3 separate regions of the Mus musculus genome follow, and all the other regions are linked to region 1. The links are chromatin contacts, called in public Hi-C and promoter capture Hi-C maps. All regions are on one chromosome and are shown on one strand. Each heading gives the region's core, a stretch centred on a gene start, on an enhancer-like site or on the middle of the called end of the contact. The rest is flanking DNA. Distances are from core to core; before and after follow the strand shown.

Region 1 (3,949 bases), core at 819-3,318:
GATTAAAGGCACACGCCACCACACCACCTGCTTAACTAGGTCTTTTTTAAAATTTTTATTTAATGTCTGTGTGCTCTGCTGCATATACATCCGCCTGCCTGAAGAGGGCGTCCGATCCCACTACAGATGGTTGTGAGCCACCATGTGGTTGCTGGGAATTGAACTCAGGATCTCTGGAAGAGCAGCCAGTGCTTTTAATCACGGAGCTATCTCACCAGCCCTAATTAAATCTTTTTTAACCCTAACAGAGGCTAAGGTTGGCAAATCTCTGTGAGTTCAAGGCCAGTCTAATTTACAGAGCTAGTTCTAGGATTGCCAGGACTACACAAAGAAACCCCGTGTACACCAAACAAAAAACAAAACAAAAAAGTATTGGGTTGTTAAGGCTCACTTTCTTGCAGCCTTTCAAATTAAACGCTTTTTGTATTTCAGTTACACTACCCAAGCTGTTCCCAGATTTTCTAACTTCATTGTGCCAGCCAGCTATGGACACACACACACCACACTCAGGGAGGGAGAGGGAAAGAGAGAGGAATAGAGAGGGACTTACACGAGGTCTTATAATACAGCCCAGGCCAGTCTTGGGCTTGTAATCCTGCTTCAATCTCCCTAGTTCTGGTATAATCGGTATGTACCACCACACCCAGGTTTTATTCAATTCTTTCTTTACGGTTGTTCTTAGTTTCACAGCTTGAAAAGGTATTTCACTAGGTAAGATAATTTTATTGTTACTTTATATGTGATTGGAATATTAGTCATAGTTATACTGAGACTACCATGATTTCTGTGCACATTTTGTTTTGCTTTGGTACCCTGTTAACAAAGTTTTAATAAAAACCCCCTGTTCCAGCAGTCCTAGCAGACTTGTCTGGCCACGCGTCTCAGTTTGCCAAAGAGACACGTAATGATGAATGACAGAGAAAAGGGTTTTATTAAGGTGGCCATGATGAGAAAAACAGATAAAGGGGTTTGCATATACCAAGTCTGTCTTCGAGGGGCTGAGATGAACTTTGACATTTTATAGAAAAGGGAAATGGGAGGGGCTTGTGGTGTGCATAGATGACAGAGCCTGTGGTCTGGTCAGGTGATCTGGTCAAGGCATGGGTCTGATCACTTATGCCAACAAAGGCCTTGTTTCGCAAGGGTTTCTGGAGACCTTGCTAGTGATGTCATTACTCCGAGGCAGACTGTTTATGGCGAGGTAGTTACCCCAGCGCCAGCTTTCAGCCTCCCCACCATACGTAGTTGCCCTCATGTGGGAGGTGATCTGTCCTGCCAGGCTTGCTCTTTGCTTGGGAGTAGTCTCGGTTCCACGTCATAAGGATGTTTACAGATCAGTCTTGCCATTCCTTGTGTTCAAGAGAACTACAGAAGAGAGTGAGTGACTTAGCAGGAAAATTGTTTTTTAAAAAAAAAAGTCAGAGAATGGTGCCCTTCGTCTTCCTAGCTCAGTCTTAGTTTCTAAGACTATTTTACAGAGCCAAAGTTATGAGTGGGAAAAGTTCGAATGTGTCTTACTTCTATTCACAAATATGCTTAGATGTATTTTTATTTTATTGGGGGAATCCTCTTATTTTTGGGTTAAAGAGCATGCTTGGCGCTCGTGGGGGTGGGGCGGCAGGTGGGGCTATGGCTATGCAGTTAAGAGCACTTGTTGCTATTCCAGAGGGTCCGGATTTGATTTCCATCATCCACATGGCAGATAGCAAACATCTGTAACTTCAGTTCCAGGGGATCAGATGCCATCTTCCGTCCCCTGCCCCAACTAGGCACGAACATGGTGCACAGACATGCACGCAGGCAAAAACATCCAGATACTAAACAAAACCCAACAAAACAAAACCCACGGACAAAAAAAAACCTCCCTAAACGCATGTATAACGTATCCAGAACTTGTAGTTTTAGCTGTTTGGTCTATAGAAATGCACCCCACAGCAGAAATATTGGTGAACTGGAAGGCAGTTACGCTCTTGGGCACCACTTGCTCCCTAGCTCCCTCTTCTGGCAGCAGCTGCCCTCTGCCGCCGGAACATTTTTTTTTTCCCGTGGCTCCAGCGCGCTGCGGAAGAATTTTGGCGGCGCACTCAGACTGCCGGTACTTCCGGTGAGGGTCGTCTCGTCGAGGCTGGTGGGTCTACGCGAGGAGACCTGCGGGGTCCTGAGGCTGTGGAGGGCTGGAGTGAGGCGGACAGGAGAAGAAGCCTGGAGCTGAGGACCGAGGTGCAAAGCCCGGGTTGGCCTCGGGGGGGACCTGGAGGGCGGAGGGGGTGGGGGCGTGTGCAGGGAGCGCGGCAGCTTCCGCCTGAGGAAAGTTCTCGCTGCAGGGCTGCCGTTTGCCGTGAGTCTGTGTGGCCCGAAGCGAGTTTGCAGCCCCGAGCTGTCCCTCTCTGAACACGGGGGACAGTAAATCACCCTTGACCTCGGGCCAGGCAGGGTAAGGCGAGGCAGAGCCTCCGCAGTGGCCATGCGCGCTGCGGCTCGCGGGTGCACGCGAGGAGCTCACCGTGAGCATCTCCCGGGGCGGCTGGGTGTGATGACGGAAAGTCTAAGAAACGGGTGATCTGGCTGCGGCGTGGGGACTTCTAACTTCTCCCCGGTTGGATTCTCCATCATAAAGAGGCCCCGTATACCCAGCCAAAAAGTGTGCGGCGTTTACTCGTTGCTTCTCATTTTCTCTGAATTTAAGAGAGTAATAGAAGAGTAAAATATAAAGCAAATGTTGATGCGGTGGAGCAACATTTAAAAAGCTTAAAAGTAATATTATGCGAACTGTGTGTGCACACGCACACACGTGTGCTGGGATCACAGGTGTATTCCACTCTGCTCATCCTGAACAGAAATTTTATTTATTTTTAATTAATTAATTAATTAATTTGGAGATGGTTTCTCTGTGTAGTGTTGGCAGTCCTGGAACTCACTTTGTAGACTAGGGTGGCCTTGAACTTTAGAGATCTGCCTGCTTCTGCCTTCCGAGTGCTGGGACTAAAGGTGTGCTCCACCACAGCCAGGCTCATAGTTTTGTTATTTTTTAAAATTATTATTTTTTTTTTATTTACAGTTCCAATGTTATCCCCTTTCCTGGTTTCCCCTCCGAAAACCCCCTATTTCCTACCCCTTCCCCTGTTCACCAACCCACCCACTCCTGCTTCCTGGCCCTGACATTCCCCTATACTGGGGCTTAGAGTCTTCACACGACCAAGGGCCTCTCCTCCCATTGATGACAAACTAGGCCATCCTATGCAGCTAGAGCCATGAGTCCCACCATGTGTACTCTTTGGTTGGTGGTTTAGTCCCTGGGAGCTCTGGGGGTACTGGTTAGTTCATATTGTTGTTCCTCCTAGGGGGCTTGCACACCCCTTCAGCTCCTTGGGTACTTTCTCTAGCTCCTTCATTGAGGACCCTGTGCTCTGTCCAATGGATGGCTGTGAGCATCCACTTCTGTATTTGGCAGGCACTGGCAGAGCCTCTCAGGAGGCAGCTATATCAGGCTCCTGTCAGCAAGCTCTTGTTGGCATCTGCAATAGTATCTTGGTTTGGTGACTGTATATGGGATGGATCCCCAGGTGGGGCAGTTTCTGGATGGTCATTCCTTCAGTCTCTGCTCCGAACTTTGTCTCTTTAACTCCTCCCATGGGTATTTTGTTCCCTCTTCTAAGGGCTCATCCTTTTAATTTTTTTACTTTTTTGGTTTTCGAGACAGAGTTTCTCTGTGTAACAGAGCCCTGGTTGTCCTAGACTCTGTTAGTAGACCAGACTGGGCTCGAGATCCACCTGCCTCTGCCCTCCTGTTTCTGAGTAAAAAAGCCAGTCCTGCTTCTACAGATACCTGTCTTTTATCTTTTATTTCCGAGTCACCTCCCATCAGTTCCACCATGTCCAGGCAGAACTTTACTTTTATGTTCACAGTGGTGTTTGAGGGGCTTGAGTCTCATTGTGTAGCCCAGTCTGG
Region 2 (3,949 bases), core at 576-3,075, 34 kb before region 1:
GCATACAGAGATTAGAATGAAAAAACAAAAACAAAAAACCTAGCCAGGAGGTGGTGGCATATGCCTTTATTTCCAGCACTTGGGAGGCAGAGGCAGGCAGATATCTGGGTTAGAAACCAGTCTGGACTATACAAAATGAATTCTATGACAGCAAGGGATACATAGTAAGACTCTGTCTCAACCCCCACCACCACTCCCACTCCACCCCATCCCTCCCAAAAAAGAATTAAAAAACCTACTTTGTATTTCTTGTGTGCATGTCTTCAGTTCTGTGGATCCTCCACAGTAGTATTAGTAAACTAAAGGGAAATGCACATGGAGCCATTAGATATTAAGAAAATGCAAATTTATAGCAGCACCATCTGTGCATTATACAACTGTTAATGGCATACGGGATTTCCACACACTTTTTTTTCCTAATTTTTAGTTAATCATTTAATAATTAAAATATAAATTACATAATTTTTCCCTTTCCCTTTCCTCTCTCCAGTCCTTCCTGTATATCCCCATCCACACACATTTTCAGGAAGCATTCTTTTTGTGGACATCCATTAAGCCAAATCTGGTCCTAATTTTTGGTAATTGGGGTTTTTTTTTTCTTTTCAATTTTTGGAATTTTAAACAGTGGCTTTTGTTTGTGACAATTTGTAAGAAATTCTTAGTATAAAAATAATAAAATTTTGGCAGGCGTGGTGTGCACCTTCTAATCCTGGCCCTTGGGAGGCAGAGGAAGGATGATATTATGAGTTCCAGGCCGACCTGGTCTACATAGTGAGTTTCAGGACAACCAGGGCTACATAGTGAGACCCTGTCTGGAAAAAACAAAACCAAACAAACGTACGTACGTACGTGTGTGTGTGTGTGTGTGGGGGGGGGGGGGCGGGGGGGTGAGGCGCGTGTAGTTTTAACAATTGCCACCACCTTTTCTTGGGAGCTACGGTGCTACCAGCCCCTCCCCGCTACCAGCCTCCCCCAGCTTTCCGGCTTTCTGTTTTGTTCCACCCAGTTTAGCTCTGGGATCAGCCCCACCGGCCCTAACCTGGCTTTCTTTCCTACCCGCCTTTGCTCTGGGGGGGGGTCGAGCTACCAGTTTCCACCCAAAACCCTTGAATTCATGGGTAAAAGACATACAGACAGCTTTGTTACTTTTTAACTTGCCTACTAGGCACAATTGCTGGGGTCAGATAACTCTGGGCTGGAAAGGCTTACCCTTAACAATTTACTATCTTTGTCTCTCCTCCCACCCTAAACTTAGTGGCTTGTTTCACCTAGCCCCTGTTAAACATCTTTGGCCACCCACCCACAGTGGAAACCGCAGGCCTTCTCTGCGCCCCCCCCCCCAATGTGATTGCGACATTCTTTTTTTCTCCAAAGCATGGCAGAAAAGCCCCCCTTGCCTTCCTTGCAGCTGCCTTTTCCTCCTGGGACTATAAGTCCCAGTTGTACCCTCTGCCCAGCATTTGGCTCCTGGTCTTCTTTATTGACAAATTAAGAACCAATTGGGGAGCAGGGTTAGCGTCAGACCCACCCCTTGTGTGTGTGTGCGTGTGCATTCCTGTGAAGGCAATAAGAGAGTGTTGGATGTGGGTGCAGGGGAATGAAACTCAGATCTCCTGGAAGAGCAGGAAGTGCTCAGAATTGCTCCTGTACCACATTTGCTTTATCCATTCTCTAGTTGATGGACCCATAGGTAATTCATATTTATTTTTTTAAATGTATCAAATGTATTCTCGGGAACTGGCTTTTCCTGGATCACGCTGTGGCTCTGTGTGGAAGGGTCTCAGTCAGGAACTGGCTTTTCTATGACTGTACTGGTTTACATTCCCACTGATTGTGCAAGGATTCTCTTCCCTCTGCATCTGTGCCAGCATTTGTCTCTAAGCAGCTTGCCTTCCGGTTGCCTTGGTTTTAAAAGCTCTGCACAATCTGTTACCTGATTACATTTGAAATTGCTCATTTTCCGACACCTTTTCCTGTCCTGGACATTATCAGTCTTTAATTCCTGTCAAATTTGTGAGTTTCATCTAAAGACATTTTGTGATTAAGCAGGTTTGTCTGCTATTTATGATCTTACCACTTACATAGCAGGCTTGGCCGTCGTTTGCATTGTTCTGTCTTTTCTTCCTGCCATTCTCACAAAGCTTGCTATGTTACAGTTACTTGTTACATTGAATCTTTTTCCAGATTCCCAGGGTCTCTCTCCTTTGTCTTCAGTGTTCTTTTTTTTTTTTTTTAAAGATTTATTTATTTATTATATGTAAGTACACTGTAGCTGTCTTCAGACACTCCAGAAGAGGGAGTCAGATCTTGTTACAGATGGTTGTGAGCCACCATATGGTTGCTGGGATTTGAACTCCAGACCTTCGGAAGAGCAGTCGGGTGCTCTTACCCACTGAGCCATCTCACCAGCCCCAGTGTTCTTTTAAAGCCATTCCATTGAAGTATGAGTGACAGGGCTTTTCAGTTTTTACGCTCTTAGATTCTCCTGTCCATTCCTTTGTGGTTTCTGTTGTTTCTGGTCTAGACTGTCTTCTTGCTGTGCTCTGTGAGGTTGGGACCCAGTACATACTAGACAAGCACCGTACACCAAGCCATTCCCTAGTCTCTGCAACTCACTTTCAATTACAGTATGAAATAAGTCCTAACTTAACTTGCCCCAATGTGACCTTGCACTGACTGAACTTGTATCTCCTAAGAGCCATCCCCCACCCCCACCCCCTTTTTTTTTTTTGGTAAAGGTTGACTTCTTCTGTTCTTTCCTTTTATCAACACATTTGACCAGAGCAATTATGTAAAAGGCCAACAAACCAATTTCTCATAGCGAGTTTACAAAGCGTTAGAGAATCGAGAAGATTGGCGATGAGCTTGAATTTTCTCTGCAGACAGCATTTTCATTCATAAAAATCGGGTCACAGAGTCTGTGGCAAAGCTTGGCTGGAAACTGAGTATTTCACACTCTCAGGCTGCCTTGGGTTTGTTTGTTTCTAACTGGGACTTAGGACACACACAAGTAGATTAAAACAATCTCGGTTCATTACATTGTTATCTTTGAGACAGGCATAGCATTTCTTGTTACTTTCATTGGTTTCATAATGAACCCTTATGAACACACATTCCCAGCCAAGGTTTCAGCTAAAAACATTTTTAGCTTCATAGAAAATGTTGGACTGAGAGCATTTGCCTTACATGTGCAAGGCCCTAGGATCAATGCCCAGTATATGTGTGTGTGTGTGTGTGTGTGTGTGTGTGTGAGAGAGAGAGAGAGAGAGAGAGAGAGAGAGAGAGAGAGAGAGTATGTGTGTGAGAGAGACAGGGAGAGAGGGATAGAGGGAGGGAGAAAGACAGACAGAGAGACAGACAGAGAGAAAGAGGGTGTGTGTATGTGTGTGTGTGTATGTGAGGGGGCTATCCTTGTAAATATTGTCTTATCACTTGCCTTTTAAACTCAATATTATACTATTTAACTAGGGACAACAGTCTGATCCCCTGTGTTCAAGAATTTCTTTGTTTGTTTGTTGTTTTTTTGTCTTGGTTTGGTTTTTGAATTTTTTGAGACAGGGTTTCTCTGTGTAGCCCTGGCTGTCCTGGAACTCACTCTGTAGACCAGGATGACCTCAAACTCAGGAATCTGCTTGCCTCTGCCTTCCAAGTGCTGGGATTAAAGGAGTGCGCCACCACTGCTCAGCCAAGAATTTCATGAGAGTTCATCTTGTTCCTGTTGATGGGCTACTGAATAGCGTTGGTAGACTGGGGCTGTATAGCTCAGTTGTAGAGTGTGTGCTTAGTGTCCTGGAGGTCCCAGGTGTGATCAATAGTGTTGCCACAAAGCAAACGAGAAACACAATTGCTAATCTTATGAACCCTTTAAAAAGCTTTTTATTGATTCCTCGTGAGCTTCACATCATGCACCCCAGTCCTAACCATCCCCCCCCCCCCCGTTCCCTCATAT
Region 3 (3,949 bases), core at 917-3,416, 40 kb after region 1:
TCTTCAGCGACAGAGTCCTAAGAAGAATGACCAGGTGATGAGAAAAGAAAGATAATAAAGAAAGATTAAGATCAGGAGGTCTTGCACAAGCTGAGGCTCATGGAACCTTATTAAGAAGTACAGTATCAGGCCAGATGTTGTGGCATACCCTTTAATACCAGCACTTGAGAGGCAGAGGCAGTTGGATCTTCGAGTTTAAGGACGGACAGTCTGTTCTACTTGAGTTTCAGGAAAGTCAGGGCTATACAGAGATCCTGTCTCAAGACAAATAAAAACAAACAAAAGAAGCACAGCATCTTACATATAGTTTATAGGTGAAATGGGACAAAATCAGCAGAAAATAATTATACAGTTGGGATGAAGTCAGCAGGAAGGTAATGAAGAAATGTTTCACAAAGGGAACACAGGATATATATATATTTAAAGATATAATTATTTATTATGCCTCAGTACAATGTAGCTGTCTTCAGACGCACCAGAAGGGGGCATCAGATCTCATTTCTGATGGTTGTGAGCCACCATGTGGTTGCTGGGATTTGAACTCATGACCTTTGGAAGAGCAGTTAGTGCTCTTAACTGCTGAACCATCTCTCCAGCCCACAGGATATTTTAAGTGCAACACAGACCCTACCACAAAGCAGCCTTGGCACTGAAATACCAGTCTCATCAAGGCTGAAATGCCAAGTTCCCATGAACTGAAATCTTAAAAATTTCAAGGTTGTGGCTCTGCTCCCAGTCAGAATCTTGTCTAATCTGCAAAGATATAGAAGCCAATTCCCTTTGTCCTTTCATAAGGGCTTCTGAGAGCCTTAGATCAGCCAGCTTCTCAACAAAAGTCTTTCATCTTGGAGAGAAGCTCCTTAAGATACAGGGTGTTTGAAAGGAGGCAAAACATCCATCCTGCAGGAAGAACTGTTAAATTCAAAAAGTAAATAACTCAAAAGCTTCAGGAAGTTCCTGAAACTGACTAGATTCTCTATGCCTCTCCCTCCCTATGCATGTAAAAGTGGTGAGAACTACCTAGATGCAATCTCAAACCATCTGAGATGAGCTAAACTGATTGGAAGTGGCTCAGAACAATAGAACTACCTGGAAGGTACACTTTTCAGCCTGAGCTGCCTATGGGTAGTATGGTATGCTCTGGGTTTCTAGCTGTGGTGAGCTGTCTCTTGTGCTGGGATGATACAACTTTTGAGTCATTTCTGCTTCCATAAATAACTCTTCACCCAACTTCCTGTAAAGTAACCTTAGTAAAACTCACTGGATCAAATCAAGTTAGATTTATTTAGCGATATATATATATGTATGTATGTATGTATGTATATTTCAGGTAATTGTGAGCTGCCTGGTATGGAAGCTGGGAATTGAATTTCTATCAGAGCAGTTAGTAATCACTCTTAACCACTGAACCATCTCACCAGCCCCAGATCTTTTTTTTTTTAATATAGGATTTCTCTGTATAACTCTGGCTAGCTGGGATTAAAGGTATATACCACCACACCTGGCCTCAAGTAGGACTTTGGTGGTATTCTTTGGTTGGTTCCCTATTAGGGCTGAGTAGATGTCTCCCCAAGAATAGTGTCACAAAAACTAAAATCCTAAATTGTTCAAAATGAAATACATCTTCTAGGACTTATTATCTTCTTGGGTCCTGACTAACCATGTTAATACAATATAGAGCCTTAACTAGTAGCTTCCTCAACTGTGAAATTTGAGTCTTAGTTCCTCAAATACTTGGTTTTTCCTTAAAGGGCTTCTGTGAGATCCTATGCAAAACAGTCAGTTGGGGAGATGGCCATCCCAAGGATTTACCTAGTTGGAGGGGAGTTCTGATCTACACCACATGATTCTACCATGTGTAAACCTCACCACAAGCATACACATACTAAAACATTTTATTTAATAAAAGAAAGATGAGCATAACGATGAGGTGGGATATACATAGAAAGTTCCTGGAGAATACTGGTTCTTGATTATTGTCAAATGATTGTACAGTAGCTCTTGTGTTTGGATATTTTTGTCCAGCTACTAGTGCTGTTTGAACAGTTTGTGGAACCTTTAAGAGGCGGAGCCTCATCAGAGGGAGTGAGTAGTTGGATACAGCCTTATGCGTTTATAGCCTGGCCCAATTCTTTCTTTCTCTGCTTCTTCACTGAGAATGTAACGTGACCGGTAGACTCTGATCCTTCTACCAAACCTTCCGTGCCATGGTGGAATTTATCCCTTCAAATTGTAAGTCTGAACAAACCTTTTTTTCTATTAAGTTACTTTTGTCAGGGTATCTTAGCCCAGCAAAAGGAATACTGCAGCTTGTGTTGAAGAACATGAAGTAACTAATCAAAGCTGCCAAGCCATGGCCAGTTCCTTGTGTAAAGGGGTGGAACAGGAAGCTACAGTTGGGTAATTGTGTGTTTTGATTAAGAACATGACCTTTGTCTCGTCATCTTTAAGGCGACTTTAAGGGGAAGACATCACAAGACCACTAAAGATAACTAGTGAAAGATTTAAGCAGCCCTGTTCCTGTTGGGCTTCAGAGGCCTGATTTCTGGGGACTTTATACACAAGTGATAAAGAGTTGTCTTGAAAATATTATTAGGTTTTGTTAAATGTGATCAATCACTTCTTCCCCCTGCCCATCCTGCACTTCCCTTCTCCTTCTTGCTTTGGCCCCGCTTGCTCCAGCCCATAGAGTTTTTAAAATTTGTTTCTCATTATTGGTGTTTGTGAGCCAACATGTGGTTGCTGGGATTTGAACTCATGACCTCCGGAGGAGCAGTCAGTGCTCTTAACCGCTGAGCCATCTCACCAGCCCAAATGTGATCATTCCTACTTGACTGCCAGATGTGTCTTTAAATCAAAAGGTGTACTTTACCTTAAATGTCTTCAGTTTGCACAGAATCCCCACACTCAGGAGACTGGGCAGGATGGTGTCAACTTTGAGGTCAACTTGGGTTTATAGCATGACCCTGTCCCTAAAGCAAAATAAAAATGAATGGAACAAATGAAAGCCTTCAGTACGCTGCAGTTTTTGTAGAGAGATGGGTAGAAGACAAATTTCATTCTGGATGAAAAGATCAAGGTAGAGTGTGTAAGATGTTATAATGAGGATCTGGTCCACTCTAGCTATAGGTATGCATCGAATACTCCTGTGGGGTAACTGAGATGCTGAAAATGCAGACAAGGACCTGAGGATTGGTCATAGCAGACAGTGAGGTGTTTGTAAGGTTCCCTTTGGTCTAAGTAATGATTTACTTTTCAGAAATTCTCTAAGTGGATGACCTCTAGCCTGAGTCAGATGTTGGAATAGAAAGAGGTTGTTTTAGACTAACTTGATCTTTTGTATTGGATGATGACCCGAAGAACAATGTCATTCATTAGGACGGAACAATGAGACTGAAAAGATCTCAGGCCTAGTAAACTAGATGGTAATTTTGATTAGAAATGGCCTCCAAAAAGGAGGAAATTAAAGGAATTACCTCTGAAATGTCAAATGATTTGGTAACTAAAGCCAGTAACTGGTTATAGGGTCTGTCTCACCAACTCCTCAGTCTGTGAAAGCAACAGAGCAAATTTCTAATTTCTTACAGCCTTGCCTTCTGCTGACACAAAGGCAGAACTTACGGTGTCTATAAAGCAGTTCTTATGGTTGCACATGGTGGAAAACACCCATTATCCCAGCAACCAGGAAGTGGAGACAGAACTATTGAGAACTACATGGTCAGTTCCTGACTCAAATGTCCATATCAAAGAAAGAATCAAAAAACCCAAGTAGGCAGGTCTTCTGTTAGTGCCATGCCTGGTGCTGTTTTTGAAGTGTACTAAGAAACTTCTTTTCTTTCTAAATGAAATAAATCAGCAAAGAATGTGATGTGATGAAGGCCTTGGGCGTTCAGTGTGGACTACAAATCTCAGGGCATTTGTAGTGGTCTGAATAAAATAGCCTGAAGGT

Evidence for each region. Hi-C and Micro-C count contacts between places; a contact is called where the count stands out from the background. Capture Hi-C pulls out chosen DNA fragments and counts their contacts.
Region 2: a Hi-C map of the N1E-115 cell line shows a contact between it and region 1, with 7 times the contacts expected there. The contact joins the enhancer-like site here to the promoter of Gtf2h2 in region 1. A contact is called at or near these places in 9 of 39 promoter capture datasets (the 3T3-L1 cell line, 3T3-L1-derived adipocytes, the HPC-7 cell line and 5 more), 3 of 484 Hi-C or Micro-C datasets (the N1E-115 cell line, embryonic stem cells and nephron progenitors), 8 of 115 datasets of contacts at active chromatin or transcription factors (the SCID.adh cell line, embryonic stem cells, extraembryonic endoderm stem cells and 3 more) and 2 of 9 other capture datasets (adipose tissue and pancreatic islet).
Region 3: a contact with region 1 is called in a promoter capture Hi-C map of adipose tissue. The contact joins the promoter of Naip1 here to the promoter of Gtf2h2 in region 1. A contact is called at or near these places in 4 of 39 promoter capture datasets (embryonic stem cells, macrophages and stem cell-derived epiblast-like cells), 6 of 484 Hi-C or Micro-C datasets (B cells, ECoMG myeloid progenitors, embryonic stem cells and 3 more), 7 of 115 datasets of contacts at active chromatin or transcription factors (the SCID.adh cell line, embryonic stem cells, intestinal villus epithelium and 1 more) and 3 of 9 other capture datasets (adipose tissue, liver and pancreatic islet).

The regions. Positions count from the first base shown.
Region 1 is chr13:100,490,728-100,494,676 of GRCm38.p6, reverse strand. Gtf2h2 (general transcription factor II H, polypeptide 2) reads left to right here and starts at 2,068. Exons shown (of 16, transcript NM_022011.4): 1 at 2,068-2,220.
Region 2 is chr13:100,524,072-100,528,020 of GRCm38.p6, reverse strand. The region is part of intron 4 of Ocln (occludin); the gene reads left to right. Among named protein-coding and RNA genes, the nearest start is that of Ocln, 27 kb to the left of the region's middle. Within about 2 kb of position 1,825, at least 34 of the 459 cell types and tissues checked have an H3K27ac peak or open chromatin away from gene starts, as enhancers often do. A contact at or near this core is called in the N1E-115 cell line, extraembryonic endoderm stem cells, liver and 1 more, where this site is marked.
Region 3 is chr13:100,451,081-100,455,029 of GRCm38.p6, reverse strand. Naip1 (NLR family, apoptosis inhibitory protein 1) reads left to right here and starts at 2,166. Exons shown (of 16, transcript NM_008670.2): 1 at 2,166-2,232.